Regions from separate parts of the Oryctolagus cuniculus genome. Here region 1 is linked to region 2. The links are chromatin contacts, called in public Hi-C maps. All regions are on one chromosome and are shown on one strand. Each heading gives the region's core, a stretch centred on a gene start, on an enhancer-like site or on the middle of the called end of the contact. The rest is flanking DNA. Distances are from core to core; before and after follow the strand shown.

Region 1 (5,970 bases), core at 292-2,791, 36 kb before region 2:
TAGAAACATAAGAAAAAGATCTGCAAGTAAATACATGATATTACAAAGAAAACAACTGAATAAAAAATAAAATTCAGCTAAGTTAGGGTACGATTAAAAACCCCATCATTCATTCCACTGTAGGCTATGGTTAGCAATCAAATATTCAAATATTCTACTGGTGAAATTAAATACCAAAGTTTTCTCATTCAAAACTTGAGATGTTTTATTCAAATACTTTATTAAAATATTCAATACAAATAAAAACTTTTCCCAACAGAAGCTTAAGAGCAAAAGGATAAATTGCTCCCGTAGAGTTCAGATTGAGACTACATGTGTAGACATAGCGCTATCAACAACTAGACCAATCAAAGTTCCCTACGACTCACAGGAAAGAACAGGAGAGGGGTTGAATCAGCAATACATCCATCACATCTATTACAGAACAGGAACAAGATTTAGCTACCACCAAAAATAAAATTAAAAAAAAAAAAAACACAGAGCATTCAGAATGCAAGGCGTATCTTTTACAAAAAAGGAACCACAGTGAGCCCTGCTGAAGTACGTACTCTAGCTGGGGCTTAATTGATCAACCGTCTACAGAACAGGTCGCCGAGGCTCGGGTCGGATGTGCTGTCATCACTATTCCAGCTCAGGCCCCGCGAGTGCAGAAGGTGTCAGAGTACGGAAGCTAGGGGGCACGCTGCAGCCAGGGGAGAACAACGCCAAAGGTGCAATGGATGCTGCATAGTTGAATAATTATCTGGGTGGCACAATGGGCGAGTCCCGCCGACATCACAGCCCAGCAAGCGGCTCCCTAACTCTGCCCAACGCCCCCTCCCCACCCCCCACGAGTAGGCAGCGGGGGCGACCGCATCGCTTCGCCTCCTCTTCAAAGGAAAACCCGCACGCCCGCACCCGCTTTACCGTTATAGCTTCAGACACCGACGTGCGGCGCAAACACGCAAACGCGCCAGCGGGCTGCACCGAGCCTCGGGCACGCAGAGCCGCCCGGGGCTTCTCGGCCACCCGAGGCTGCAGCCGGCTCCCGGGCGAGAGGCCGAGGGTGCGGGCGGGCTGGGGAGCCCAGGCGGCGGCACTTCAGGTGAGACCCGCAGAGTCCCCGCCCCGAGCCGCCTCAGGGCGGTCCCCGCAGCGCAGACCCCGGCGCGCCCACCGCCGCCTCCCCGCAGCACCAGCCGGGCCGGCGGCGGGGAGGCGGGAGCTCGGGAGACCCGCGAATGGGGGCGGGGGAGGCGAGCCCACCCACCCCCGCCGCCTCTGCGGGCAGGAGAGCCACGCACACGCCTCCCGGCTCCAGCTCCGGCCGCTGAGACCGAGTTCCTCTCCCCGGCCCCCTCCCCCGAGGAAACAATCCCTGAGAGAGCCGCGCTCACCGTGAAACCTAGGGGCTCGTGCCTTACCCCTTCTGCATGCTTCGGCGGCGGCCGCCGGTCCCGCTCAGCTCCCGGGACTCCACCGAGAGCCCCCAGGAAGGGCAGGCTCCGGGGGTGGGACCCGCTCGGGGCAGCGGCTGAGGCGCCGGGCCGCGGGGAACGCCGCCCGGGGCGCCCGCCGCTCGCCGGACCCACACTGCGCTCGACGCGCGAGCGAACAACACCGCGAGCCGCCGCTGCCTCACCCGCCCCCTCCCCGCGCGCGACGCTCCACAACCGGGCGCGGGGACCCGCGCCAGAGGCAGGGGGGACCGCGGGACTCTCTGCTCCCAATTTCCCAGCCTTCCACCCAGGAGCTATTCCTGGTCAGTGACAGGTCTTCAAACTCAAGATTCTCACTCTCCTCTTCAGCCCCCAGTGCCCAGGCGCTGCGGTGATGGGAAACCGAGCCTCCGCCCACTCGCCCATCCGTGGGGGTGAAGACCACGTTTCCCCCCTTTCCGGAGGCTCTGTGGTATTACCCAAACCTCAGTTTGGGGGAGGGGGACGGAGAGAACCCAGCTTGGCGAGGGAATGAGGGAAGATGATAGCCAATTGAATGAACCATCCATCCAGGGGCGGGGTCGAGGAGAGACCTGCCCGCCAGCCCCGCCTTCTCGCCCTAAACTACATTTCCCATGGTGCCTGCGCGCACTTCCCGCCGCGCTGCACGCCGGGAGTGTGTGGCCGCAAGGCCTCCAGGTATTTCTGAACTCGTAGTTTTTAATCTAGTCCTCCAGGTCCTGAAAGTGACCAGCTGTTAAAACTGGTTCCTTAGGTAAATGTTTCCAACCTCTTAATCCTATAGAAACTATTCAAATAATAATTGGTCTGTTTTTTTTTTCAAAATGTTACAAATGATTTCTTAGCCAAGGAAGTAAATAATGTGTTTCACGGCTGTCTGTCAGGACCTGGAAGCCGCTTCTCCTTCCGCCCGGGCCTGGTGTCCGCAGAGGATCAGTTTGCCGTCATGTCGGCTGCTATTGCAGCTCTGGCCGCTTCCTACGGTTCGGGTTCGGGGTCCGAATCCGACTCGGACAGTGAAGGCGGCCGATGTCCGCTGCCAGCCGCCGAGTCTCTCATGCATCTGACTAAATCGCCTTCGGCCAAGCCCTCGCTGGCAGTGGCGGTGGACTCGGCTCCGGAGGTGGCAGTTAAGGTAAGTGCTGCGGCCACCGCTGCGGTGCGGGAATGGGCTCCAGCTCCAAAGTCGCCGCCGGCCGCTGTTCGGCCACGTTTTGCCTCTTTCTCGGCGCCGAGAGGCCAGTCTCTAACGCTTGGATTGCATCTGCGGAGCAGCCCTCTAGAGCCCCCAGAACCCCTGCCCTCGCCCCCCGCTGTCAGAAAGCAGGTGGGAAGCGGGGTGGATTGGGACAAGGCTTGGACGAAGCCGGTGTAATCTCAGAACAGGAATGAAACTAGACCAGAACTGTACAAGCTGGGGTACGAAGTGAACAGTGGCCCGGCTTTGTTTTGTTTTTTAAGTAAGAACCAGGTTCCAATCCGTGCGCCGCCACTGGTGTGAACTTTGGGCAAGTTAGGCAGCCTCCTCTCTTTCCTCGCCGTGGAGACAATTTTCAAAGCACCTTTGTATTTGGGAGGATTCTTGTGAAGATTGAGACCATTTATATAAATAAAGTTTATAGCACAGAGCCTGGTATCTAGTGCGAGTGCGATCCTTGTTAGCTGTTGTTGATTATGTGTTAAAATAGTGAGAAAAAGGCCTTGGATTTGAGGAAGAGCAGGCACAATGCCATTGGAGGAATGTGATAAAGGCCGATATTGGGCTTTTAGAGTTCATTTAGCGAATATTTATCGAGGAAGCTGTTCAAAGGGCTGAAGGCACATTGGCCCACAAGTCAGCCTGTGCCATCATTAGGTGATTTCTAGTGAAAGAAGTTGCCAGTTAAACGGGTCGGAGCAGAGTGGACACAGTGGATTGAGGCCTGCCAGGGCAGAAAATTGAGTTCCATAACAGAGTAAGGAAGGAGTGTGATTTCCAGAGGTTGTCAGGGAGAACTAGAAGCCGGTGCTGCACCAGCCGGGACAGGCAACCCTGAGAAGGCAGAGGCTCGTGTGTCTCAAGTACGGAGGCAGGGCTGTGCTGACGGGAGCCCAACAACAGCTCCAGTGGTAGTGTGGACCAGGCAGAGTTCCTGTGGGCGACCAGAAGCTTCAGATGCGGGGAGAGGAGGCCAGGCCGTGGGCAAAGTTTCCTTTCTAAGTTGTTCCAAAGTCAAGTGCAAAGAGAGCCTTGTGGAGGTTTTAGTAGACTCTCCATGAATTTTATTTTCTATTAATTGACATCTGTCATGAAAGAATGCTTAGAATCCTCCTGTCTTTTTTTTTTAAAGATTATTTATTTGAGAGAGTTACACAGAGAGAGGTAGAGGCAGAGAGAGGTCTTCCATCCGCTGCTTCACTCCTCAGATGGCTGCAATGGCCGGAGCTGTGCTGATCAGGACCAGGTCTCCAACGTGGGTGCAGGGACCCTAGGACTTGGCCCATCTTTCCCTGCCCTCCCAGGCCACAGCAGAGAGCTGGACTGGAAGTGGAGCAGCCAGGACCAGAACCGGCACCCAAAAGGGATGCCGGCGCCTCAGGCCAGGATGTTAACCCACTGCGCCACAGCGCCCGCCCCTCCTGTCTTTCTAACAGACTCTTCAACCCTAAAGCCCATCACGACCTCCTTAATCTTTATTCCTTTCATAGCTCAGCCTTTTGGAGCTGTCTTCAGTTTTCCTCCTAAACCTAGTGCAGCCTGGCTCTAGCCTCTTGGGAAGCTCCTCCTGGAAGATGCCCCAGGCCTTGCAATTGTCATGTTCTGTCCTTTGCCTTGACTCGCTCAGCAGATGACACTGAACTTTCCTGGTCCCCTCTTCTCTTGCCCTCCTTTTCAGCAGTGGTGTCCCCAGGACTCTGCCCTATAAGTCCTCTTGGTACTCCACGTATTCTCCCATATCTTTGGCCTCCATCTGTGCTTCAGCTCACAGATAAACACTGGGAAGTGGTTGCACAGCCTCTAGAGATAAAACTCCCAGGATTCAAATCCTGCCTCCAACGTTCAGTGGCCTTGGATAAGTTATGGAAGTCTTCTGTGCCTGATCTCTCATCTGTGAAGTTGAATGACCCTGGTCCCATCTCCCAGAGCTATAAGATTTGTCATCAAGACATAGAGAACCTTTTGCAGGGTCCGGCACACAATAGCACTAAATGTTAGCTGTCTTTTGTTTTTTCCATGCCTAAACTTGTTGCTAGCTTAAGGTCTAATAAACAGCTCCCCCAGGATGCCTCTCAGACACAGATTTCATTGTGCTGAAAAATCAAGCTGCTTTCTCTGCAGCCCACCCATTAGTCCAAGCCAAGAACAGAAGGGCATCCCTTTCTCTTCTCAGCCCCTGAAACCAGTCATGCAACTGGGTCTAACTGGTCTGCTTTGTGAATTTCTCTCAAGTCAGTTGCCTTCTCTCTATTGCCTGCCGTATTTTCACTGGCATCGCCTTTATATTTTGCTTATTTCTCCCAGGAATTGTTCTTGACTTCTCTTTTCCTGTTTGCCTCTACTTTGGGGTGCTCGGTCCTATGTTTTGCAACTCAGTGGTATTTACCCAATCTCTTCCTCTTCTGCTGTCACTGTTTATTTCAGAGTCCCAACATCTCGCAAGACAATTAGAGCCTTTTGCTGGTCTTTCTGCCCCCTCTCTGTTGTCTCCTGGTTCCATGCCCCAATCTTCCCTCCGCAGTGTCCCCAAATTCCAGTTTCATCACATCACTTCTCTGCCGGTGCACCATGGTGCTCACTGGGCAATTGCTTAGGTGGTGTGTGAAGCCAGCCACCCTCCCATGCTGAACTCTTCACAAAGACTGGTTTTCTTTCTTTGTCTCACAGTTTGGCCCACACTAGTCTCTCTGCCTGAAAATCCCTTACCTTCCCTGCCCTCCAAAGTCTCCTGTCCCCTCAGTCTCAGTGCACAGGTGTCTTCCTGCACCTCTCTTAGCCCCTGGTTAGTATCTCACCTATAACACTTGCCACGTGGCTGGGACTTGTTAACTTTTTACTTTCCCCTAGGCAGTGAGACCCTGGCACCCAGAGATTGTTGTGTCTACTTGTTAATGTCTCCAGTGCGCCTCGTATACAAAAGAAGGGATATGTCTGGTGAGAGAGTGGAATGCAAGAGCGTGTAAACAAGAAAGTTTTGTAGAAAGGTGTGCACCCTGAGAAGGAGAGTTTTAGTGGGGGTTGGCAGCCTCCGGAGCTCCCTAAGTTCAGTCGCTAATGAGTAAGGAAATCCAGGAGGAGAGGTTTGGTGAAGTACCGGAAGTCCACCAGCCACAGAGCTGGGGCTAGCCCACCCGGCAATCTGGTTCTGTGATGAAAGAATAAAAAGTATTGCTCATTGTCAATTCATAACCAACATTTGTTTCTATGAAGGAAAAAACGCTTACACATAGAGATTAAATGGCTGGAAAATTGGGAAAGGATCAGGTGAGGAGAGTGAAGCTGCAGATAGGTTCATGCGGGTACTACAAGTGTTGACTATTTGTATCATGACTA
Region 2 (5,636 bases), core at 2,534-5,033:
GGGGGAGGGATTAACAATTTGTTTGACTGAGGATTCCCTTGGGTGAGGAAGTCAATGTGAAAGGTTAAAAAAGAATATCTTCAAAAGCTTAGTGTCAGTAAGGCCTGCTCTTGGAATACTAATGAGGTTATTCTGGGGCATGATTTTTGAATAGCAACTTGGGTTGTTTAAAATATGCTGTCTTTTCCTTGTGTTTAATTTTAGCTGATATTTGAATGTTTCTGGTAACTGTGATCCTTTTTATAGGGCGTCAGTGCAGTCAGATTGTTTCCTCTCTCTGGCCATTTGTTGCTGTCTTGCTCCATGGACTGTAAAATTAAGGTGAGTTTTCTATTACAAAATAGGAGTGCTTCAAATCTAGCAGTTTGGTTAGTTCTGTTTGCTTAATTATAAATAAATTTGGGTTTGTTAGGCAATTAGAGGCTAATTATTTTCTTGTAGGCCCTATGAATGCAGCAGTTTATGAGCTGTTTCCAAACATGTAGTTTCAAATATGACTCTGTGGTCCGATCGGCTAGACCCTTTTTAAAGCTTAGACAATTGATTAGGATGTGAGCCAGTCACTTTAGTGTTAGGCACATGAATATTTAATCCCTAATAATGCATTTTTAATAGGGGTTTGGGGTTTGGAGCAGTTTATTTGTTCCTCAGAACCTTCTGAGGTAGAGAGGACATGTGATAGAAACCCCATTTGTAAAGAAGAGACAATGAAATTCATCCTTTTTTTCTGAAAACTAGTAGACATCAAGTAGCAGAAAGGCTCCCAGCCCTTCTCCCACATTTGGTGGTCTTGGGAAGCTCCACCCTCAGCTTTATTCGGCTACGAAGTCTGTGGTAGAAGCATTCAGTGGCCAGTGCGTGTCAGCTTGGGCATGATGAAAGCCTTGAGAACTATCTTAGATTGGTAAGGCTAGTTCTTACCTGTTTTGTGTTCTCTAGGTCCATATCATTATGATGGTTCAATAAATACCAATCCTGCGGTGCTCTTGGGGCTTGGGAAGTTGAATCATTAAAGTTTTATCTTTTATAAATAATTGATATATATTAACAATATAGAAAGGCAGCTTCTTTTGTTGAGAACAACCATTTAGGCATTTGTCTCTAATCACCCAAAATAGAATTTGGAGTAGCAGCCTTTGTTTCCTTTCACTTTATGCTGTTGAGATTATGATCTTCTCTTTGACCAAGTAAAAACATATAGACTTCACTTGAGCTCATTTCTGTAAACATTTATTAAGTACAGTGGGCAGTGGGCGAAGGATTAAAAATATTAAGGCACTGTCCCTAGCCTTAGGGTGATGAATTCATTATGATGTACTTTATCAATGTAAGGCAGGTGGATGCTGTTCTGATTTCAAAGAGGGAGCATACCTCAGTAGGAGCCTTAGTGAAGTAAAGGGGACATGAGTGGAGTATATTTGAGACAAGGGAAAGGGATGAATCAGCATGATATATCCTGGAAACTATAACAGTTTTGTGGTTGCCAGAGCATAAAATCTGAGACAAAGAATGATTACAGTCCACAGACAAGGGACCAGGTCTTGGAGGTCCTTGACCAGCTTGTTACTGGGACTGAGACCATCTTGTTGGTGCTGAGTGGCCAGGAAATGCTTTTTATTTTTAGAGACTAGCATTATTATTTTATTAAGGATTGGATTGGAGGCAGGCAAGAATAGTGCTAGTTTTGAAGCTATTGTATTAATCCACTTTAGATATGATGAGAATTACAACCTGTTATTTTAGTCTAGATCATCATTTTTTTTTTAAGATTTATTTATTGGGGCCGGCACTGTGGTACAGCAGGTTAAAGCCCTGGCCTGAAGCACAGGCATCCCATATGGGTGCCAATTCGAGTCCCGACTGCTCCTCTTCAAATCCAGCTCCCTGCTATGGCCTGGGAAAGCAGCAGAGGATGGCCCAAGTCCTTGGGCCCCTGCACCCACGTGGGAGACCTGGAAGAAGCTCCTGGCTCCTGGCTCCTGGCTCCTGGCTCCTGGCTTCGGATCGATGCAGCTCCAGCCATTTCGGCTATCTGGGTAGTGAACCAGCGGATGGAAGACCTCTCTCTCTGTACCTCTCTCTGTAACTCTGTCTTTCAAATAAATAAATAAATAAATCTTTTTTTTAAAGATTTATTGTATTTATTTGAAAGTCAAAGTTACACAGAGAGAGAAAGTGAGAGAGAAAGAGAAAGAGGTCTTCCATCCATTGGTTCACTCCCAAATGACAGCAATGGCCAGAGTTGCACCAGTCTGAAGCCAGGAGCCAGGAGCTTCTTCTGGGTCTCCCACGCAGGTGCAGGGACCCAAGAATTTGGGCCATCTTCTACTGCTTTCTCTCTGCCATAGCATGGAGTTGGATCAGAAGTAAAGCAGCCGAGACTCAAATAGGCTCCCCTATGGGATACCAGCCCTGCAGGTGGTGGCTTTAACCGCTACACCACAGCATTGTCCCCCAGATCATCATTTTAACATAGCTTTTATGTGTTCCTTCAGAAAAGTAAAATGAAAAAAAAAAAAAAAAAAAACCACTTTCAGTATCAAAACGTTATGTACATGGCAGTAACTTTTCATCATAGAAAATATGTAGGAAAAAAACAGTAAGAGCATGAAAATCACTCATATTAACTTGATCCATAGTTAAGTCCTTTTGATGTTTGGATGTAAAATGAAAGTTTTAAAGAGAGCTGTGTGCACATATGTGTGTTTGAAATAATACAGTACAAACTGGTAGTATCATGTGGTATTTGATGCTTAAATCCCTTGTTCTCACACACACTTATGCACACACATAGCCAGCATTTAACTGTTATTGATTGAAAGACTTTTACTAAATTTGATATTTCCACGTGTTTTTTCTCCCCAGTTGTGGGAGGTTTATGGAGACCGCCGCTGTCTGCGAACATTTATTGGTAATGTTTTTTTTTTTTTCTTTCTGGCTATAAATCTGTTTGGGAAGGCTTTTCAAAGTACAGTGACATTATTGGCAGTAATTGGCTACATTGATGTGAAGGAAAGTCTTCATAGCTCTGAGCTGGGTCTGGAAAGAGGACTAAGCTTCCCCACAGAGACAAAGAGAAGTCGGAAGTGAAGAAAGCAGAAGCAAAACCCAAAGTGGTGTGAGAAAGTGTGCTGCTGCAGGGGGTTACTTAGATTTCAGAACTGGGGGTGCGGTGGGGTGGGGGGTTTGTAGGATGGGCAGAGACGAAAGTGGAAAAAATAGTTGAAGGGGAATCAGAATTTGGAGGACCTTCCTTATGTGCCACTAATCAAGAGTTTAGACTGTATCCTAAGAACACTGACAAGCCATTAAACAGTTGCTGTATTCCACTGACCTGGACTAAATAGCGATGATGAGCCAAAACAGCAGAGATGGAGAAGAGAGGAACCATTAAGAGTTAAAGTCAGTGGTATTAATTAGGGAATGTGAGTGAGAAGAGTATGGCAGGAATCTAGGGTGACCCCCAGGTGACTGGATGTATCATGGGACCGTTCAGTCAGAGAGAGAACGTAAGAGTAAGATGTGCTCTGAGACTCATGTATTAGAACTGCCTTTGGGAGATGGAGGTGAGACTGTTGAATAAGCCATTAGATGGGTGGCAGTCACAATCAAGAAGGATAAGATTGAGAGAACTTCTTGAAGAAGAGGGCCAGAGGGAGGACCTCGTTGAGACAAGCAGCTTTTGGGAAAGCTTGATGGTTTTTCTCGTTCTGTGTGAAGGCGAGTTACTCTCCCCAAACTTAACTAGCCCACATTCAAACTGTGTGTGGCTTGCAGTGGCTCTGCTTTTAGAATCATGTGGGAGTCTGTTCTTAGTGCTTAGTTATGAGTTTAGGACTTCAGTGCGTAAGTAAATCCTGCCCAAGGTGCCACAGCAGCCTAAGGGAAGACTTGTGGAAGGCTCTTTGCTGGGTGCAAGGGAACAAAATGTCTCCATCAGATGTAGTGGATTTGGTCCTCTTCTGTTGCCATGTAGTAGAAGAGCATTTTTCCATAGAACAGGGAAGGGATAACAGCTCTGACCAAGACTCCTGCTGTGAAAAAGAATGCCTGGTTGCCACGGCATTGGTGGTGGTGACTCAGGGCCAGGAAAGTTTCTGCTTTTGTTTAGCCATGTTTCATTTATCTCAGTAACTTTCAGAAGAGTTAATTCCCTGGCAAGATTGACTTCCTAGTAAAGTATAATCAGCACCTTAGAATTAATTTATTACCAAACAAAATAGATGCTGATACTATACTTTTCAAAAACACTTTGTCTTTGAGATTCTGAATCAGTTTAGGGAATTTGGTAGCGTGGTCACAGAAATACACAGTTACTGGGCAAGGGCTATAATTTCCAGAACTTGAGGTTAAGTCACTTTGTTTTCGCTTCCAACCTGGTGAGCTGTCTCAGAGTGAACCTCCAAACTTCCAGTAGTCATTTCTTTCATTGGCAATAATTGGTCTATTATGTTCCCGTAAATTCCTGGCTAGTTAGTCATCTGTTATATGTACTGCATTTTAAGAGATTGCCATGACAAACTTTAAAAAAATAATTATACCTTTTGCCTTGGTTCTTACCAAAGCATTATGCATCAGAATCACCGGAGGAGCTTCTTGAAAGGGAAAAACACCCACATTCCTCGGCCCACACACAGCGGATGCTAAGTCAGTAAATCAGGCAGTGGGGGCCCAGTGCTCATGACTCACGATTGACTTGGGAACCGCTGTTCAGTGCTGTTGCTCTCTATGGTGTTTGTGTTTGAAGAGAAGGTACAAAACTTCGATTCACTGCCGTTTCTGTTGGCTCTCCCTTTAGGTCACAGTAAAGCCGTAAGGGACATCTGCTTCAACACCGCAGGAACACAGTTTCTTAGTGCAGCCTATGACAGATACCTGAAGCTCTGGGACACCGAGACGGGTAAAAGCTCACTTATGCAATACTACTACCTGTTTACCTTTTTTTTTTTTTTTTTTAAGATTTTATTTATTTATTTGAGAGGTAGTGCTACAGACAGAGAGAAGGAGAGACAGAGAGAAAGGTCTTCCATCTGCTGGTCTACTCCCCAAATGGCCACAACGGCCAGAGCTAAGCCATCCAAAGCCTGGAGCCAGGAGCTTCTTATGTATCTCCCATGCAGGTGCAGGGGCCCAAGTGCTTGGGCCATCTTCTAGGGCTTTCCCAGGTTATAGCAGAGAGCTGGATTAGAAGAGGAACAGCTGGGACATGAACTGACACACATATACCTGTTTATCTTAAATTAGCGTTTTATATATGCAGTCGTGTACGTACTCTTCTGTGGCAAAACAATACCTTCTCAAATTGCAGATTCTCCTATCATTGACTAAGAGTTAATATCACAAAATGTAATTGTAGAGGTGAAACTCAGCTATGAAGTGGCTCTCACTATGAGCTTTGCTCCAGCAATATACCATTTATAATACAAACATATTGACAGGTAAGCAGATTGAAAATCTTCCTAGCTCATCTAATTTATCTTATTGTTCCCCTACATCACCTAGCACAGTGTACTGCACTTAACAGAAGCATAATGAATGTCACATGAACAGAATAAACTTGATTGCTCAAATTGATTAAAATGTCAGTATAAACTCCTTTGTGCCCATTGGTTTTATATATTTGCAGCCATATTAGT

What was found. Hi-C and Micro-C count contacts between places; a contact is called where the count stands out from the background.
Region 1: a contact with region 2 is called in a Hi-C map of skin fibroblasts, with 4 times the contacts expected there. The contact joins the promoter of WASF1 here to the enhancer-like site in region 2. A contact is called at or near these places in 2 of 6 Hi-C or Micro-C datasets (skin fibroblasts and an unstated tissue).

Annotation. Positions count from the first base shown.
Region 1 is chr5:61,317,813-61,323,782 of mOryCun1.1, reverse strand. It overlaps WASF1 (WASP family member 1), which reads right to left and starts at 1,541. Exons shown (of 9, transcript XM_051854424.2): 1 at 1,404-1,541. It overlaps CDC40 (cell division cycle 40), which reads left to right and starts at 1,983. Exons shown (of 16, transcript XM_051854422.2): 1 at 1,983-2,117; 2 at 2,324-2,574. The coding sequence starts at 2,054.
Region 2 is chr5:61,283,963-61,289,598 of mOryCun1.1, reverse strand. It overlaps CDC40 (cell division cycle 40), which reads left to right. Exons shown (of 16, transcript XM_051854422.2): 9 at 247-321; 10 at 2,866-2,911; 11 at 4,799-4,900. Among named protein-coding and RNA genes, the nearest start is that of CDC40, 35 kb to the left of the region's middle. Within about 2 kb of position 3,783, at least 1 of the 8 cell types and tissues checked has an H3K27ac peak or open chromatin away from gene starts, as enhancers often do.